Regions from separate parts of the Capra hircus genome. Here region 2 is linked to region 1. A link is a contact called in public Hi-C data. All regions are on one chromosome and are shown on one strand. The core of a region is the stretch at or near the end of the contact, and the rest is flanking DNA. Distances in the headings are between cores, read along the strand shown.

Region 1 (2,857 bases), core at 143-2,642:
AAGGCTTTCTGAGCCTGTCTGAAAGGAACTCAATCGAGTATGGCCCTCCCTAGGCATCCAGGGGTTACACACAGAGCAAAGGGTCCTACCAGCAAACTGGTTTGGGTGAAACACTGCACTGTAAGACCTCACCTTGGAGGGTCCTAGTGAATACACTCCTCTAGCTGTTTCACTCCTAGTGTTTCCCACACGTATTCAGCACAGAACCCTTGTTTATTTGGGGAAGGGACTTTGACTCTAAATTAATGAATTAATGAGGAACCCCCTTTCCACAATGTATCCCATGAGAAATCTGGGAGCCTGCTGATCTAAGGGGTAACAGAAAAGACAGGAGTGGGGATGGGGTTTTTCTAAAGCTGCTTCCACTCCCCTTGATTTCCGGATCTATGACAATGAGCTGGGAGAACAGGTGTCGTAGGGCTTGCTCAGGCTGAGGAAAGGATGGAGGGCGAGGATGCATGGAGCCAAAAAGGCCTGGCCTGCCCTCAGTCCAGTCAGAGTATACCACAACACAGGCAGGGGTGCTCTGGAGCAGGGGTGTTGGAGGAACGAGGGCAGGCACTGTGGAGGCAGGCACGAGGAGGGAAGGGTGGCTCTGCTGGAATGGGTCCTCCAAAGGCCGCCTCTACGTCATGGCTCCCATTTGCTTTCTCAACAAAACTCCATTTCGACCAAAGGCACTCTGCTCATTTCAGTCGAGTTCCACAGGCCTCTGTGCAGCTTTTGACCAGGTGCCCTGGTATTTTCTTGGTCTTCATAAAGTTCCACCATGCCTTAACCTTTCCTCAGCACACAAAGAACGCCCTAGGAGAGCACACACAGAGGAGAAAGCTGGCACTCAGTACATGCCTACTGCCCAGAGGAAGTCAGGGGGGTGAGTTCTCAGAGCTGCTTGCTAGACAAACACGGAACAAGCGACCAACCCACCTCGAACAGCCGGGTAGACGGGACTTGCTGGTTCAGCAAAAAGGGACCTGGCGGGCAAAGCAAGTGGCACTCTTGCAAAGGCTCTTAAGAATGCCGCAATGGGAAGCCCTTGAAGAGTAGCCCCTGCTTTCCGCAACTAGAGAAAGCCCATGCACATCAACAAAGACCCAGCACAGCAAAAATAAATAAATCTAAAAAAAAAAAAAGAATACATTTCTCCTCACTGGCTGTGCCTTGGTCTGTCAGGACACCAGTGGGGAGCAAATGGCATTCCTAAGACAGAGAAGACTCCCTGCCCCGTTAAGTGTGAAGCAGAGAAAAGGATTCTAAGCAACAGAACAGCTGTCAGTCAGTGGATACAAATCTTGCAAGCCCCCAGGTTCATCTCACCAGGTCCTCACTGTAGCTGTGGGGTGGGCATCTTGATTACCTCATTGTCACAGATGGACACCTGTGGCTCAAAGGTTATGTGACCAGCCCAAGCTCACAGAGTAAGTGACAGTGTCAGCACCTGAGTGTGGCTGCAGAGCTCAAATTTACACACCAAACTGCTCCCTGGGAAACCAGGCAGCCCCAGCCACCAACACCCAGACTCCTCTCCTTCCCCTGTGTGCTCCTGACTCTTAACCTCAAAGCCACCTGGCAGCGAAAGACCTAAAGAAGTGACTTCCTGAGCAGCGGCTGCCCAGCTGCAAGCAGACGCCAGGCACTCCCTTCAGAGCCCACATCCGGTAGCTCAGGTGTCTGGAAACAGTCTGAACAGGAAAGTCCTCATTCCAGGTCCAAGTCACCTTAGTGACCCTGCCAGAGTCTATGCTGACTCGGGACAAAGGAGTAGGGAGAGCCTTTGGAGGGCAGCGTCTTCACACGCGAAGGGAAATGGAGGCCCCAGAGCAGGGAAGCGACCCGAAAAGCTCACATGGAGATGAACTCAGCAGAGCAGGGCAAGGACCTGGATTTCCTGACCCTCAGCCTGGGCTGCTTCCTCAACTGCAACTAATGTCGCTGAGCGCTGGCTGTGTGCTGCGCCTCCTGCAGGTGATCACATTTAATCCTCACGACAACCCTGCGAGGTGAGTTCAGCTGAAGACACAGAAGCACAAAGAAGGTACATAACCTCCACCCGGACTTACCAGGAATGAGAGGCCAAAACCTCATACATTGCTGGTGGAACGTAAAATGGTGTAGCCACTTTCAAAATGTCTGGCAGTTCTTCAAAGAAGTTAAACACTGAGTTACCATAAAAATATATATATACCCAAAGGACCACATACTGTCTGATTCTTTTTATATACAATGTCCAGAAAAGGCAAATCTATAGAGACAGACAGCAGATTAGAAGTTGCCTGGGGCTGGGAGAATTGAAGGAATTGAGGGATGACTGCTAACGGGCACAGGGCTTCGTTTTGGGCGATAAAAATGCTCTAAAATTAATTGAGTGAATTGTATGATGCGTCAATAAAGCTGTTATTTAAAAAAAAATCTATCCCTGGGAATTCCCTGGTAGTCTAGTGATTAGAATTTGGCGCTTTCACTGCCTTGGCTCGGGTTCAGTCCCTGGTGGGAAATGAGATCCTGCAAGCCACATGATGAGGCCAAAAAGAAAAAAGAAAAAATCAGTCCCCTTGTCCTGGGGGCAACTTGGGTCCAAGACTCTCCAGCCACCAACATGGAGGGCGGTGAAGAACAGGGGGATGCCCAAAGGCTCTGCTGAGCTCTGGGAAGCCGTACATGCCTGGACCGGCACCTGGGTGGCTGCTGGGGAACCCCAGAAAGGTGTCAGATCTGCCCTCAAGACCCATTTCCCAACTGTGCGACATCGCATAGACTTTCTAGCCCCTGGAGCCTCCGTTTCTTCATCTGTAAAATGGGACATAGCCGGGATAAAATATGTTACTGTAAGCGAAGATGCTTCATAAACTATAACATC
Region 2 (2,857 bases), core at 128-2,627, 160 kb before region 1:
AATTTGGTCCTCCTTCCCAATGCAGACTGAGGATAATGAGAAGGTTCTGAGGATAAAGGAAAACGAAATTTATTGATTTCACAGCAAATGAGGACAGTAGCAGACTAACTTCCTGAAAATTACCATCCTGCCTTCTGGGGAGAAACCAAGAGTATTTAAGGAAAGTCTTGAGACTGGGGTTAAAAGGAACAAGCAAAACTAGCAAGAAGGCCTGCCAGCATTAATCAGTAACAAAAAATGCAAACTTAGTTCCCAGCAATGCAAAGGGAAGACAGGAAAAACAGTTTTAGAAATCATCTATCAAAACAGTTTTAACCTTTCGGCCCTTTTACAGTTCGGAGGATGTTACTTCTTCATTAGTTTATTAAGAGACATTACCCCGTATACTAGTGACCTGGGAAATACTGTTATTATAAATTTTAATTTCTGCAGTGAGCCTCTATTTAAAAAAATTACTGTACTGGCAAAGACAATCTCAGTCTCTGAACATAATTTACCCGGAAAAATGAGAATTTTGTTAAGGACTGCAGAGAAAGAGGAGCTAAGAAAGGGCTAGGGCACCGTGATGGCTCGAAAGAGGTGGACAGAAATGGGCTCTACAGCCCAAATGGAGGGATACGCCTAAGGCAGGAGGGAAGGGGAAAAACTTAAGGTCAAGTGGTAGAATGAGACATGAAGTTGAGCGAGTTAGTCAGGGCCTCGGTACACATTTGTCTGTGTACACAATTTGCTGAGTCCAACCCTCGTCAGACACCGGGTTCTGTCAGGGCAGCAGCCAGACCCATGTAACGCAAGCAAACAGAAAAGGAGGCTGGGAGAGAGTGGGTAAAGGCCGCCGCGGTCAGGAGTGAGTCACGACTAAACAGCCGCGGGTAATCAGCCTACGAGCCCCACACGCCGTGAGCAGTGCCGGATGTGGCGACACTGAGCAGGGCGTCCCTTTCAGCCAATGGCCGCGCGGTCCGCCGTACGACGGTGACCGGAGGGGTACCTGGGGAGAAAAGGCGGGAGGCCCATGAGGAGCGAGAAAGGACCACCCCTCCACGTCATTACGCGAGTTACCAGAGCAGTGTATCGGAGGGCCCGCGTCTCTTTCAGTTTCCCTTCCGCGGGTTAACTAATTCAGAGACACCACGCCTTCAACCTGTGGACCGCCTCATGCCGGAAGCTGCCCCCAGTAAAGATGGCGGACAGGCAACGAGGAAAAGCCTGAAGTAGGCGGGAAAGGAGGAGCCGGCAGAAGGCGTGCCGGGGCGTGTCGTGAAGGGCGAGGCCCGAATGGGCGTGGCCATCCGTCCCTACTGGGCTTTCGATCTATGAGGCTCACAAGCTGCAGCCAACCGAGTCCCTCCGTCGTCTCCTGGAGGCGGGTCACCACTGGCCTCGCCCCCGTTGGATCACTCCCTCTTGGAAGGTTATCACCTGAGTTTTCAAGATTTGACTTGGGTTGGGCCACTAACCTCCAGTCCCTCTGCGATGGAGGACGCGCAGGAGAACACCGCGGAGTCTGGTTCCTCCGTCCAGTGGTCCGAAGAGCCTGCTGGCTTGGCCAAGGTCCCCGAGGTGTCGCTTTCTGAGGAGTCGGAGGGCTGCACCCGGCCCCTGGAGGCGGCCCCCCCAAAACTCTGTGGATATTTAAGTAAGTTTGGTGGCAAGGGGCCCATCCGGGGCTGGAAGTCCCGCTGGTTCTTCTTCGACGAGAGGAAATGTCACCTGTATTATTCGCGGACCGCGCAGGATGCGAATCCGTTGGACAGCATCGACCTCTCCAGTGCGGTCTTTGACTGCAAGGCGGACGCCGAGGAGGGGACTTTCGAAATCAAGACTCCCAACCGCATAATTACCTTGAAGGTAAATGGAGCACTTTTTCCCCTTTTTGGCCGGGATGGGATCCAGGGCACCGCCGAGCACAGGTGGGTGGTCACAATAAACTTATTATAATCACCGACCCCGATCACCTCAGTGAACCCTGGGTGCCCAGGGTTTTGTGCTTTTCAAAGCACATTCACACCCATTTCCTCATTAGGTTCCTGCAGTAAAGGCCAGGATGATGGACCTATATTACGGATCAAAAAACTGAGTCATAAAGGGGTAAAGGGACTGGTTTGAGTCACACCACTAAAAAGTAGTGTAGCCCACACTTGGAATCTCATAGCTTTCCTACCTCTCACTACCCTATCAAAACTTTTAGGATACAGTCCATTGGGTTCCAAAACAGTGAGACAAGGCTTAACCAGCTTAACAACAAAAAACTAGGCAGTTACCATAACTTTCTTACTTAGGGCTGAAGTACAGTCAAGATATGAGCTTTGCAATCCTCTTTCAAGGCCTGGATTCTGGATTACTTTTCTTGATGTTGTAGCCAAGGGGAGTGAATGCTGAGAAAACATTGGCAGAGATTGGGAGATAAATACTTAGGTTCCACTGATCAACCTACATTGGTCATTGAAGCATATCCAAACCTGTTTTCTCATCAGTAAGTTCTGTTTTATTATCATATTTAACTGGAAAAGCCTGAAGCATTGCAAAGACCATGTGCTTTGAAATCAGACAGGCTTGGATTCAAATTCTGCGTCAGCTACTTACTAACTGTGTGGCTCTGGGCAAGTTAACCTCTTAGTACCTAGATAGTTTGTGAGACTAAAACAAGGTATGTAAGCACCTGGCACATCACAGGCCCCTGCAAGTTACTGAATTAATCTCAGCCTAGACTACTGCTGGCATCTAGTGGGGGTGCAATACATATTTGTTGACTGAACACACAAACTGACAGAACCAAGGTCAGAAAGTTCTTGTCAAGTGAAAGTGCCTAGAACTTAACTAGAAAGAAAGATTGGTGTGGGCTAGGAGTTCTGGA

What was found. Hi-C and Micro-C count contacts between places; a contact is called where the count stands out from the background.
Region 2: a Hi-C map of blood shows a contact between it and region 1, with 2.1 times the contacts expected there. The contact joins the promoter of TBC1D2 here to the enhancer-like site in region 1. A contact is called at or near these places in 3 of 5 Hi-C or Micro-C datasets (all in blood).

Annotation. Positions count from the first base shown.
Region 1 is chr8:62,852,411-62,855,267 of ARS1.2, reverse strand. All of the region lies in intron 2 of NANS (sialic acid synthase), which reads right to left. Among named protein-coding and RNA genes, the nearest start is that of NANS, 6.1 kb to the right of the region's middle. Within about 2 kb of position 1,392, at least 3 of the 5 cell types and tissues checked have an H3K27ac peak or open chromatin away from gene starts, as enhancers often do.
Region 2 is chr8:63,014,355-63,017,211 of ARS1.2, reverse strand. TBC1D2 (TBC1 domain family member 2A) reads left to right here and starts at 1,377. Exons shown (of 13, transcript XM_005683907.3): 1 at 1,377-1,851. The coding sequence starts at 1,477.